2 separate regions of the Mus musculus genome follow, and region 2 is linked to region 1. The links are chromatin contacts, called in public Micro-C maps. All regions are on one chromosome and are shown on one strand. Each heading gives the region's core, a stretch centred on a gene start, on an enhancer-like site or on the middle of the called end of the contact. The rest is flanking DNA. Distances are from core to core; before and after follow the strand shown.

What was found. A called contact is a pair of places that touch in the nucleus more often than the background predicts.
Region 2: a Micro-C map of the HL-1 cell line shows a contact between it and region 1, with 2.2 times the contacts expected there. The contact joins two enhancer-like sites. A contact is called at or near these places in 3 of 15 datasets of contacts at CTCF or cohesin (the NIH/3T3 cell line, large pre-B cells and pro-B cells), 13 of 484 Hi-C or Micro-C datasets (the C2C12 cell line, the HL-1 cell line, bone marrow-derived macrophages and 10 more), 4 of 115 datasets of contacts at active chromatin or transcription factors (embryonic stem cells, pancreatic cancer cells and stem cell-derived neural progenitor cells) and 3 of 9 other capture datasets (adipose tissue, liver and pancreatic islet).

The regions. Positions count from the first base shown.
Region 1 is chr1:180,988,579-180,995,448 of GRCm38.p6, reverse strand. Ephx1 (epoxide hydrolase 1, microsomal) reads left to right here. Exons shown (of 9, transcript NM_010145.3): 5 at 692-821; 6 at 1,362-1,570; 7 at 3,408-3,516; 8 at 4,931-5,056; 9 at 5,469-5,893. The coding sequence ends at 5,670. Among named protein-coding and RNA genes, the nearest start is that of Ephx1, 26 kb to the left of the region's middle. Within about 2 kb of position 3,903, at least 6 of the 459 cell types and tissues checked have an H3K27ac peak or open chromatin away from gene starts, as enhancers often do. A contact at or near this core is called in the HL-1 cell line, where this site is marked.
Region 2 is chr1:181,121,257-181,128,126 of GRCm38.p6, reverse strand. It overlaps Nvl (nuclear VCP-like), which reads left to right. Exons shown (of 23, transcript NM_026171.2): 10 at 1,088-1,189; 11 at 4,143-4,260. Among named protein-coding and RNA genes, the nearest start is that of Nvl, 20 kb to the left of the region's middle. Within about 2 kb of position 2,741, at least 20 of the 459 cell types and tissues checked have an H3K27ac peak or open chromatin away from gene starts, as enhancers often do. A contact at or near this core is called in the HL-1 cell line, where this site is marked.

The DNA.
Region 1 (6,870 bases), core at 2,654-5,153:
CTCAGCAATTAAGAGCACTGACTGGCCAGGCAGTGGTGGCGCATGCCTTTAATCCCAGCACTTTGCAGGCAGAGGCAGGCAGATTTCTGAGTTCAAGGCCAGCCTGGTCTACAGAGTGAGTTCCAGCAGGACAGCCAGGGCTACACAGAGAAACTTTGTCTCCAAAAAAAAAAAAAAAAAAAAAGCACTGACTGCTCTTCCAGAAGTCATGAGTTCAATCCCCAACAACTACACTGTGGCTCACAGCCATCTATGATGGGATCTGATACCCTCTTCTAGTGTGTCTGAAAACAGTGACTCTGGTGTGTTTGAAGACAGTGATGGTGTACTTAGATACATAAAATGAATAAATAAATCTTTAAAAAAAGAAGAAAAAACCTTGCATCCCAAAGACAGCTGAGAAGACAAACTTATTTCCAGCAGACGCTGCTATTGTTTAGCCCAACAGTGGAGTCTCATCCACGGGGAGAAACTCCTCCGCCAGTCTCCCCCTCTCCCCGTTGCTTGCTTTCTCAGGGAGGTGCCTTACTCACCTCTGCAGGCGAATGTACACTTATGGTTTGGTGAGGTTTTGCTATTTTATCTGCTGCTGCTGCTGTACTCAATAAACTCATTCGAAGCCCAAAGTACAGCAACCATAGACCTTTCGGCCAACCGTTTAGAACAGTCTCTCTGCTCCCTTCTCACTCAGGTTTAAATTCGGTGGCCACTGCGAGGATCTTCTACAAGCTGATGTCACGGCTGGGCTTCCAGAAGTTCTACATTCAAGGCGGCGACTGGGGGTCTCTCATCTGCACCAACATAGCCCAGATGGTGCCCAAGTGAGTTTGCATGGCGCAGCCTCACCAGGCTCTGTGGGTGGGTGGAATCCACACAGGACGCGGGACTGTTCACCCCAAGCCCTCTTCAGCAGTCTCTGAGACTTGGGACTTCCTTGGCCAGGTCTCCCAGGCCCAGAGGCTTGCGGACCTGAGACAGAGGAAACAGATCTTCCCCCATTGGGTGGAAAAGGCCGTGTTGACCCTTGGGATAGCTGTGGCAGCTGTCTAAGCAGAGGAAAGAGACTCTAATAAATCATGTGGGACAAGGTCTAGAGCAGCCCTGGCAAGAACACTCTAGAACACTTTCTTCTTCCCCAGCCACAGGTTCAACCCAGTGGATGCCCCAGAGGGAAGGGGCTAAAGGGGGCCGGCTTGTGTTCTTCTGTCCTGCTGCCTCTCCTCTCCTCTCCTCTCCTCTCCTCTCCTCTCCTCTCCTCTCCTCTCCTCTCCTCTCCTCTCCTCTCCTCTCCCTCCTTCTCCCTCTCCTCTCCTGTCCTTCCCAGCAGCTGAGCTCACCTGTGCCTGTTCCTCTGCCTACAGCCACGTGAAAGGTTTGCACTTGAATATGTCTTTCATTTCAAGAAACATTTATTCCCTGACCCCTCTCCTGGGCCAACGTTTTGGGAGATTTCTTGGCTACACAGAGAAGGATCTGGAGCTCTTGTACCCATTCAAGGAAAAGGTTTTCTACAACATCATGAGGGAGAGTGGCTACTTACACATCCAGGCCACCAAGCCGGACACTGTGGGTAAGCACACCGGGGCAGTGGAGCCCAGAGGGAATCTCACTGCCCCTGAGCGCACAGCTTACAGCAAGAAACCCCTGACAAGGAAGCAGAAATCTCTGTTTTCTCTACTGAGAACTGAACCAAGGCATCACACTGTGTGACAAGTGATCTGTCATTTACCACAGCTAGAGTTCCACATATGAGAGACAGAGGCTATGGGAACCCCACAAGTTTTAGGCTAGCCTAGTCTACACAGCGAGTTTCAAGCCATCCTGGGCTACATAGCAAGACACTTTACTAGAGAGGGGTGGTTGTAAAGAAAAAAGAAAAGAAACTAAAAATTGTAGTTTATAAAGAAAATTATAAATGCTCAAACAATAGTTTGTTCAAAGGTATGGAGAATACAAATCATTTTGTAGTTTATACAAGGCTCATTACCACCCAGAGTAACCAAGCCTGATGATACACGGAGGCCTGGTGCCTCAGCAAGGTCTGTAACCCAGCTGCTCTGGAGGCTGCAGCAAGAGGATCAAGAAAGTCAAGGCCTGCCCATGTGCCTTAGACCCTATTTCAGAATAGACAAACGTGTTGGGAGGCAGCTGAGTGGAAGAATCCTTACTTCAAACCTGTTAAGTCCCTAGGTCCAACCCCCAGTCCAGAAGGAAAAATAGCACTGAAAAAAATGTGTTTCTTCTTGATAGGCCAGAATCATTTGAACTCTCCTGGTTTTCTATCTTTGACAGAGCTGTGAAGAAGCTAAAAGGCAGAGCTAGGTGGGACCACCCTAGTACAGTGGTTCTCAGCCTTCCTAATGCTTCAATCCTTTCAAACAGTTCCTCATGTTGTGACTCCCAACCGTAAAGTTATTTCTCTTGTTATTTCATAGCTATAATTTTGTTACTGCTATGAATCGTCATGTAAATATCTGATATGCAGGATATCAGATATGCAACCCCTGTGAAAGGGTCATGGGACCCTAAAGGGATCACAACCCACAGTTTGACAATTGATGCCCTAGAAGATGCAAGGACTGTCAGGTGTCCTCTGGATGTCCCCTGAGTCCACTCAGAGGACACCTGGGAGTCAGTTTGCCCACTGTGGAGCCTCCCACAACGCCCATGGTAGCTCCACGCCCACAGCAAGGACACCTCCTGATCACAATAGCACTTTATAAAGTCAGGCTGTCTTTCCCGTTGCGATGCAGATGTTCGTGCTATGACTGGGAATGTAAAAAATCCAAAATACAGCAGAAAGAAGTCAGTCTCTGGCTCTCCTTCCAGCCACACTCCCCAGAAGAGCTCACCAGCATTGTCCCTTATGCATGTTGTAAACGCAGGTCCACATGTCCCAGACTCAGTCAATGGCCTCTTTGGTCAGTCCCCCTTGCTCCCCTAACTAGGGGTCCTAGAGCACTGTTGCCTCTACTTATCCTCAGGGACTGAAGTCACACAGCGAGGACTCCGTGTTCTTGCTCCTTTGGCTCACCGTGACCCTTGTGAGTGTCTGTACTGCTATCTCTGCCATGATGTTTAAAGCTGGTCATGGTACCTAGGGCCTCAGGAATGCTATGCATATACTGCCCCCTGCTGGTTCAATGACTGGAATTGTATTTTAACTAGTGGGTATATTAAGATTTATTTGTAATTAACTATCAATTTTATACCAAGATACAGCCCATATCTTCTGTGAATCTCATGAGATTGTAGAGAATATTGATCTCCTCTTGCTATATGAGGCTACTCAGGCCAGGGTGCACAGCTAGACCTGCCACCCCTCTGTGGCACCCACATACCTCTCTCCTGGAGTCACATACTCTCTGGGGCCAGGCTTGAACCCCTCCCTTGCTCCTCCCATCCAGGCTGTGCTCTGAATGACTCTCCTGTGGGCCTGGCTGCCTACATCTTAGAGAAGTTCTCCACCTGGACCAAGTCAGAATACCGTGAACTGGAGGATGGAGGCCTGGAGAGGTGAGGCCCCACCTTTTCTGTCAGAACTCATCCCCAGGCTCTGCCTCTCTCGGCCTGACATTCTACCCCTGTCTCCAGACACCCCATAGGGAAGCCAGCAAGCTTCTTCTCTGTTTGGCTTGTGCACCTCCTACTCTATGCCCTCATTAGGAATGGGGAGGTAGACACAAGAAAGGGCCTGTGACTTGTGAAGCACCATAGTTGGGGGTCAGACAAAATATGCGTGCCAGGAAGTCCCCACAGCAGCAAATACCCTTGTGGAAGAATAGCTGAAGCCTGTCACTTGGGCCCTATACATCCATGAGCTCTGTGGAGAGCGATGGGAGGGGACAGAGCTGTGAGATTGCATGGGTGTGAGGGTAACTGCTGTGTCCTCTGACACAGTGCTCTGTCACAGGAGCTTGGCCTGATGCCAAGCTCCTTTTTGGCACTGTCACACTGAGGGGCAGAGACTGCAAGACATCCCAGTGGGGTGTCCACTCGGAGCCTGGGTCCACAAAGGTAGCGCTTGGATAAAATATGGTACTGAAGAGAGAGTTCCATGTGGTCTGCTTGATCCTTGGTAGATATCACAGAACATGTGAGTAGCAGCATCTAAGGATGCTAGGAAGTCTTATTGACTACAGAGAAGAGACAGGAAAGGACAGAGGGACAGACAGACTAAGAGGACAGAGCCCTATAAGTGCCTCACTCCTACAGACCCAAGCAATATACACAGTTACAGGGTGCAGGACTGAGAGAGAATAGGAGTGGAAGTTGGGTTGGGGAAGGCAGCTGGTAGAAAGGGGTAACATGAGACCAGATAGTGCAGTTACCACAGGGAAGAGGCGCTAACATGGCCAAGAAGGCAGATGGAGGTAACTTACCTGCAGATCACAATTCCTGTGGGGCAGAAAAACCTTGAAACTCTAGCCCCAGACACAGTGGACACTGGTGTCTTCTAGACTAAGATGTTCTCATGGCAAGGAAGCTTGGGCTGTGGTAGACTCATGGCCATCAGAACACATGCAATGTTGAAACTTTTGGAGGAGTCAGCAGCCGGGATTGATTGGGTCACCAGGGTTAAGAGGCCACGTGGAGCTACAGCTAGTCACAGTTAAGACTCAGAAGACTGTAGGCCTGAAACACTGATGTCAGCGAGTGTCATGGAGGGGATGAGAGCCCTCTGCAGTGGGCAATCTAAAGCTAAACACAGAGGCTCTTCTACAGCACAGACAGCTACCAGGGAAGGCTGGAGTTGTTCCCTGTGGAAGGCCACACCCCTGAGTGGCAGGTTTAAGTCATTAGTCCTGCCCTGGGCTCCCAGCATGTGAGAGGTAGGCATTGTCTGTTGTGGTGACCCTGAAGAGGGCAGCCCTTTATTCTTGACAGCCATAGCTTTCACTGAGCCTGGGCATCCTGTGTGTTTTCCCAGGAAGTTCTCCCTGGAAGATCTGCTGACTAACATCATGATCTACTGGACGACAGGAACCATTGTCTCCTCCCAGCGCTTCTACAAGGAAAACTTGGGCCAGGGTGTCATGGTCCATAGACATGAGGGGTAAGCCTGGCTGAGCAGGAGGCAGGGCTGGGGCTAGGGGATGGTTACCATCTGTCCTTTAACTCAGAGAAGGCTTGATGGACAGGTGAGAAAGATACCAGACATCCTGAGTATCCACTTCTTCATAATTGTCAGGTACTTTGGGATTCACAGGCCTATGTAGAGACCCTCAGGTGAGAGCAAAGAGATGGTCCAGTAAGGTGGGCATCAGAGGTTGCCCATTTCCTGCTTGGGTGACCCTCCCTGGCAGACAAGGTCCCTAATGAATGAAAATGGCGGTCTATAATGAGAGGGTAGTGGAAGCCCTTGCCATTATGGCTCCATCTGACCTAGCCAAGTCCTCCCCAGGCCCTGGGAGTCCTCTCTGGGAACAGGAGAACACAGCCCCTCACCTCATCTCTCTTCCCCACAGGATGAAGGTCTTTGTGCCCACTGGCTATTCAGCCTTCCCTTCTGAGATCCTGCATGCCCCAGAAAAGTGGGTGAAGGTCAAGTACCCCAAACTCATCTCCTATTCCTACATGGAACGTGGGGGCCACTTTGCTGCCTTCGAAGAGCCCAAGCTTCTGGCCCAGGACATCCGCAAGTTCGTGTCCCTGGCTGAGCTGCAGTGATGACGCTACACACCAACCATGGCTTTAGCAGCAGCCCTGGTTCCTTCCCAGTCATACTTATGGAAGATGTGCCCTTCCAGAGGAATAAGTTTGTTCCCTGACCACACTGGGGGACCCAGACTTCAACCCCACAGAGTCCTCTCTTACCACCCCCATATGCTTCGCCCCACTGCATAGCTGTGTTAAGCTACATGGCTTTAATGATAAATGGGTTTATTTCTAAGAGTGTGTGGGCCAGATACCTTGTGTTTCTTAGATACCCACGTGGATCTCCCATTCCAAGAGAGTTGCTGTGTCCTCTCCATCCCCTGTCTTGGAGAGTCCTGCTGGGCCCTCTGACCTTGGCCCTGCTGACTAGGACAGAGGGACACCTAGGTGCCACCAGCAGTCAAGGCCATGCTGCCTAGGCCGCCTCAGGAGACCCCTGGCAGCTCTTGAGCCACTCACAGTACACAGGGCTCTGGGAACAGAGAATATATAGCTGGCAGTTGTCATTGAGAAGGCCTAAGTATCCCGGGCCCAGTAATGTCTCCAAATGAGCCCAGAGTGGTCTGTAAAGTTGTTTGGTCCCATGGTGCTCGGCTGAGGTAGAAGGAAGGATTCCTCCGTGTTTGGCTCTGTTCCACTAGAGCAGGGCCTCTCCCTGTCGTGATCCTATGTCTCAGGCATTCCCAGGGGCAGCTTGGAGGATGCTCTTAGCCAAATGTGACTGCCTATCTCCAGTATCACACTGGGAAAACACTAAGTGGTCCCTGACTTTTTGCAGTTGGTGGCTTCAGGACTAAGAACCCTCCAACCCCCAACCTGCCTGCCCCCACTTCCACTCTGTCTTCACATCCCTCTAGAACTCTCATGGCACTGAGCCTTCCACCTTAGAAAGAACAGACACTTGAGGAGCCTGCTAGAATCCCTAGGAGGGCAGAGAGATGGGGTCTTACCAGCTGGGCCCAGTGGGTGCTTTATTTATTGTGTTCTTTATCTCTCTTTACTCTGGTGACCTCAAACCTCCACTCTGATCCAGCCAGAGTTCCAGGTAACATGATACAAAAACACAGAACAACATATGTGGAGATATGTGTGCAGCTGCTAGGAACATGCTACAATTGGCAATGGTAGGTACCTGGTCCCTACACCTCCCTGCGGGGCGTCCCTAAGTGGGGCTGCACAGAGGTTCTGGAACCCAGCTGGACTCCATCTCAG
Region 2 (6,870 bases), core at 1,492-3,991, 130 kb before region 1:
TGAAGGACCTGAGTTCAAATCCCAGCAACCACATGGTGGCTCACATCTATCTGTAATGAACTCTGATGCCCTCTTCTGGTATGTCTGAAGACAGCTACAGAGTACTTATATATAAAACAAAAAATATAAACAAACAAACAAACAAATAAATCTATCTGTCTGTCTTATGGCCACTGCATAGTAGGCCATAAATGCAACATTTGCATTTCTCTGTTTGAGTAAATCCCAAGATTTCCTTTAAAGACAGGGCCTTACACTGTTTGCCTGCCAACCTTGAACTCAAAACTTTAGTCTCACAAGTGCTGATATTATAGGTGTAAGCCACTACATTTGGTGAGTGAATCCATAGGTATGTTTGTTTTGTTTGTTTGTTTGTTTAAGACAGAATTTTTCTCTGTAGCCCTGGCTGTCCTTCAACTCATTCTTTAGACCATGTTAGCCTCGAACTCAAAGATCCAGCTGCTCTGCCTCCAGAGTGGGGAGTGGGGATCAAAGTTGTGCACCATTACCACTCAGCTGATTTTCTTTTCTTTTTTTTAAGAGATTATTTATTGTATTGTGTTTGTGAGTATTTTGCCTGCATGTATGTCTATGTACCGTGTGCATGTCTGGTGTCCATGGAAGTCAGAAGAGGGCATGGGATCCCCTGGAGCTGGAGTTACAGACCATTGTAAGCTGCCATGTAGGTGCTCTTTACTGCTGAGCCATCTCTCCATACTTTTAAGTAGTATTTGTCTTTAGGCTCACATATAGAGATGGAATTTCTTAGGAAATTGTAGAGGCCAGAAAGATGTGTCAGTGGTTAAAGGGGCTTTCCACCGTGCTTGGTGATCCTCTGTTGAAACAGGAAACAAACAAGGTGGAAAGAGAAAACCAACGTTGACAGGTTGTCCTCTGACCTCTATGTGTACACAGTGGCACAAGCATGCCTGCACACATACATGAATGGATGCACAATAAACAATAAATATATTTTAAAAACTTAAAAAAACCTCCCCAATTTTGGTACGAAAGATTGCATAATACGTTTGTGGGGAAGTTAAGTTTTATTTAACCTTTGGTCTTTCTTTTCTGGATATGTGCACAGGAACTTGACTTGCCGATTCTGAAAGTGGCTGCTCCAGAGATTGTGTCCGGAGTTTCTGGAGAGTCTGAGCAGAAGCTCCGTGAGTTATTTGACCAGGCTGTGGTGAGTCAGCTGTGCTTACGTGAGCTTATCGCCTGCTGCACCCTTTCAGTAGAGTCTGCCTTTCTGTGCTAGAATTCTTTCCCACCTGCTGACCTTCCTTTTGTACGAACGTTCAGTGGTCAAAATTTAAAGTGAATTTAATGGTATAGACTCTTGGCTATGTCATGTTTCATATGAAACCAAGTATATAGGTGACAAGCTTATACTGACAAGCTTTGGGCTGCCATACCCAGAGTTAAAGTTCAGAACATACTGTCCTGAAGTCACTTCATTTACTTTGTCTTTCCAGCTTATGTCTGACTGAACAACTTGCAAACACCATAAGAATTATCATAATTATAATACTTAGGGTTATGCAATCACCGTAAGACTCAGGATCAATGCTGTTTATATGATTAGAGGGGTGAAAAGAAGATTCTCATAACAGAGATTATACAGTTTAGAAGTGGATATTGGGATCCAGTTAAAGTCCATCTTGAGCATATACTACAGTGGTTAAATGTCTGCCTTCTCACTGGGAACGAACGCTAAGGACCAGTTCAGTGCTCTCACACAATGCGATGGGAATGGTAAAATACCCAGTTTTCACAATCAGAAGATTCACTCATTTTTCCAGGTTGTGTGTTGTTGCCATGTTATCTAGCCTGCCTTAAATACATTCCTGACAACCAACCTTTCAACCTCAGCCCCCCAAGTGCTGTGATTATCGATGTACACCACCATGCCCAACTGAAAGAATTAAAACCTTTAACATTGTAGCAAGAGTCCTGTAGTCATGACATTTGCACTTGAGCAGACATGAGTCACCGCTGTGACTAAAACTAAAAACTGGCAGGGTTTACATCACTCAGTCTGGACTCAAGCTTCCTGTGTGGCTGAGGATGACTTTGAACTGCGGACCCTCCTATTTCTATCCAAGTGCTGGAATTACAGTTGTGTGCCACCACACTGGGTTTAATGTTAGGTCTTTATTTGCATCTAAAGCACACAATTGCTCATAAACATAACCATTGTAACTACCTGAAGCTGATGTGAAATTAGGAGAGAAATGTATTTGCAGCAATATTACTAAGTAACTAGGTACTTATAATAAGTATAAATTATAAGAGTGGTTGATTAATTTTTGAAAGAAAGTTGCGCTGTTTAGCCCTTGTAGTCTAGAACAGACTATGTGGATCAGGCTGGCCTGAAACTTACGAGTCCGCCTCTGCCTTGCTGTGCTGTGCCACTGTGCCCAGCAAGAAGAATAGTTTTAAGATGGGGAGAAGTAGAGGTTAGCTGACAGGTTCGTTATATAGACTGACAGTGAGAGGCACGAACGGTACCAGGATGGTTGAGAGAACGGATATAAGTGGTGCAGATAGTTACCATGTCTTAGTTTACTCTTCTGTTGCTCTGAGAAGCCTCCATGACCAAGGCAACTTACAGAAAGTTTATTTGGGGCTTGAACCTTCAGAGCTGATGCCCATCATGCAGCGGGCAGGCAGGCTCTGGAGCAGGAGCTGAGAGCATGCATCTAATCTACAAGCATGAGGTAGAGAAAACCAACTGAGAACCTCTCAGGCTCTTCACACTTCCTCTAATAAGGCCACACTTCCTAATCCTCTAACACTTCCACCAACTGGGGCCAAGCATTCAGATATACGAGCCTGGGTGCGTGTGTGGGGGCTTGGGCATGGGGAGCTTTGTCACTCGGACAGCGGCGAGGAGGGGTAGAGGGATCCCGACTGAAAAAGAGCTGTAACACTTGGAAACTTTTGTATATATGGTAAACACAATGGCAAACATGAATGCAAAGTTAAGTGGCATATTTAGGACATGAGTTCGTGTCACAGCTCCCTGTAAAGCAGGACTGAGCAAATACAGTGCCTGATGCAGATGTGGAGTGAGCATGTGGTTTTACACCTTCATTTCTGACACTCACCCCCTAATCCAAGTGGATGGTGGAACCTTGTCAGGCTGGGTAGTGTTTTCTAAAGTTCCCCTTCCCTTAGGCTAAGTTCTCATGATCATCACTTACTCTTTTTCACTGAGTTTTCCAGGTTACTGACAAAAAATAATGGGTTTATTTTCTGAGACCTTTGCTCTGAACTTTGTTACTTACTGACCTAGCAATCATGAGTGCTTTTTGCAAGCATTGTCATGAGGAAAATAGGTGAAGAGAGCCATTAGTGATGGGCCAAGTATATGTTCCTTGCTGTCATTTCAAAGTGACAGTGTGACTTTTAGCACAATAAATGTCACTGTTTCGACTGTGGAGTAACTAAAAAAGATTGAGATTGTAAGCCTAGGTTTTTGTTTTTCACTTAATCCTTTTTGCGCGTGTGTGTGTGTGTGTGTGTGTGCGTGTGTGTGCGTGTGTGTGTGTGTGCGTGCGTGCACATGTCTCTTTGTTGCTGTTTGTTAGAGAAATGTTGCTTAGGAAATCCTTGAAGTCTTGTCTTGATCTTTCCAAGTGCCAGAATTCTTAGCATGTGCTACTATGCTTAGTTGAGAACTATTAAATTTACTGCTTATATTCTGTAACATACAAATATGCCTAGTTACAGAACAATTTCAGAAGATTATGTCATAAACCACAATCCTTCTATTTAAGCATCTGGTTCTCTGATAACAATCAGAAGCATTCTTGTGAATGCCTTGTTCATGGTTAGTCTTTTGGGGACTAAACCTTCTAGGGTTTTTTTTTTGTTTTTTTTGTTTTGTTTTGTTTTTTTGTTTTTTCGAGACAGGGTTTCTCTGTGTAGCCCTGGCTGTCCTGGAACTCACTTTGTAGACCAGACTGGCCTCGAACTCAGAAATCTGCCTGCCTCTGCCTCCCAAGTGCTGGGATTAAAGGCGTGCGCCACCACGCCCAGCAACCTTCTAGTTTTAAAAATCAAAAGAATAAATAAATGTTATTTGCCAATATAGGGAATTTATTTATATATATTGTTGTTATTTTTATTTCTAGTCAAATGCACCATGTATTGTTTTCATTGATGAAATTGATGCAATTACCCCCAAAAGAGAAGTTGCTTCAAAAGATATGGAACGAAGAATTGTAGCCCAGCTTCTAACCTGCATGGATGGTAAATAGTGAATTCGTTTTAAGATAATATATTTCTTAAAATAATGCAAGTCATGCATGTATATCTGATCACTTACAGAGTGAATCTCATGAAACTGGACCTTTTTCTGTAAAACATTTTCCATTCAATTCAAATTGTATTATACCGTGGTGGGGGGTGGGTCTGTGGGTGTACCCGTGTGTGAGTATACTTGTTTATGTGGGGAGGGAGGTCAGAGGTCAATCTCAGGTAACATTCTTTAGGAGCCACCCTTAATTGAATTGGCTTGGTGCTTACTTACTGAATAGGCTAGATTAGCTGACCAGTGAGCCTCAGGGGTCTGCCTCTCTCCACTTCCCCAGCATTGGGGTAACAAGTTTGCTACGCTGAATGCATTTTTTTTTTTTTAATGTGGGTTCTGGGGATTGAACTCAGGACCTCACACATATATATCAAACACTTTTCTGCCTGAGCTGTGTCCCAACTCTATAGTAATTAAATATGTGTATACTCATATATTGGTTTGCTTTTGCTGTGTATGTTTTTCAGGGTTGCATAGTACCTACTGTTGGCCTTTAAGGATACATTTGTGTAAGAGATGTTGAAATTTTAATGCATCCATATTTGCCTTTTAAGAAAATATTTTTACTCGCAACCTGATGTGATTGATGCCTTTAATCCCAGCACTCAGGAGGCAGGAGTAGGCAGATCTCTATGAGTTCAAGTCTAGCCTCATCTACATAGTGAGCTCCAGGCCAGCCAGAGCTACAAAAAAGTGAATTCCTGCCTCTATCTCCCTTCCACAAAAAAATTATTTTAAGTATGTATGTGTGGGGTGCGGGGGTGGGGTATGTGAATGCAGGACCTGCGGAGGCCTTTAAGAGCCCTCATGGTTACAGGTCATTTTGAGCCTTTAGGCCTGGGAATTTAAAACCAAAGAAGGGTCCTCTGTACTAATTATATGAGCTCCTAACTTCTGGGTTTACCTCTTTTTCACTGCTAATAATATTCTTTAAATTTACTATGCAGATTTAACATTGAGCATTTCCATTATATGGAAACATTTCTACCAGTGTTTTCCCTATAGAGTTTGAAGTTAACCTGAGCTATATAGTGAGTTATAGGCCAGTCAAAATAATGCTGCAAAAACAAAAACAAAAACCAGAAATAGCACATGTTGTATTGTCATATTCCTGTAATGTATTATCCAAACACATAGGCTGGACCAGGATAAGTGACATGAATTGTAGCTAGACTGAGTTACATAGTGAATTTTAGGCCTAGCCTGGTCTACAGAGTGAGAACCTGTCTCAAGACAAAATGAAAAGAGGAAAGTTAATTTAAAATATTACATAACACTCTCTCTTCCTCTCTCTCTCTCCACCCATATCTACACACACACACACACACACACACACACACACACACACATGCATGTATGTAAGGCAAGTTTCTTATGGCTCCCAATTGTAAGTTACTTGAACTTAATCTTTTGTGTCAGGGATTGAACCACAGTCCTGGTGTGTGCTCTGCAAGCTCTCTATCATTGTACTACACCCCCACCGTCAGTACCACACACAGTGCCCTATGCTATTTCATTTTTCATTTTCTGTTTTTTTTCCCTGTCATGTTTGGGGCCTATATTCTTTCTTTTTCTTATTAGATATTTTCTTTATTAAGTGGTAACCACATTTTTTTTTTAGATTTATTTATTTTATGTATGTGAGTACACTGTTGATGTCTTCAGAAACACCAGAGAGTGATATGTTTATAAAAAGATAGAGAGAGGGGGGAATATGTTCTATGGAGGTGTGGTGAGATGTGGGGAAGGGGGTGTCTCAACAGGCCCATGCTGAGGCACTCCTTCCCCCTGAGGGACCAGCCGCACATTGGTATAATATAGAGTAGAGTGCATGGGGAGGGGAGTTAAGAGGGTAGCAGAGGCAGAGAAAGGCACAGAGAGAGAGAGAGAGAGAGAGAGAGAAAGAGAAGAGAAGAGAAGAGAAGAGTAGAGGAGAGGAGTAGAGGCCGGCCATGAGCAAGGCAGGGGTGGGATGGGGAAAGGAGGAGGAAGGAAAGAGCAAGAGACCGAGAGGGAGGCCTGTCTTCTAGAAGAGCTTTTCCTAGAGTCTGCCTAATCAGATACTATAGCCATGATTTACACTGTATTTAGCATTTGAATGCCATGTTATTCCTATGAGGCAGTGTAACCTGGACTCTCTCCTATTTAATTCTAGTTCAGCTTTCAGAACATTTACAGAAGATAAAACTGACAGAGTATCTATGAAAGACAAAATTTAAATCCTGCATTCTGCTAATTTCTAAAAATTTCTTTCTTTCTTTTTTTTTTCAAGACAGGGTTTCTCTGTGTAGCCCCGGCTGTCCTGGAACTCACTTTGTAGGCCAGGCTGGCCTCGAACTCAGAAATCCGCCTGCCTCTGCCTCCCAAGTGCTGGGATTAAAGGCATGTGCCACCACTGCCCAGCTAAAAATTTATTTCTTAAGTAAGCCAGGGTGGCTTGACTGGTCCTTTTTGTTTTGTTTTGTTTTGTTTTTTTGTTTGTTTTGTTTTTTTGTTTGTTTTTTCGAGACAGGGTTTCTCTGTATAGCCCTGGCTGTCCTGGAACTCAC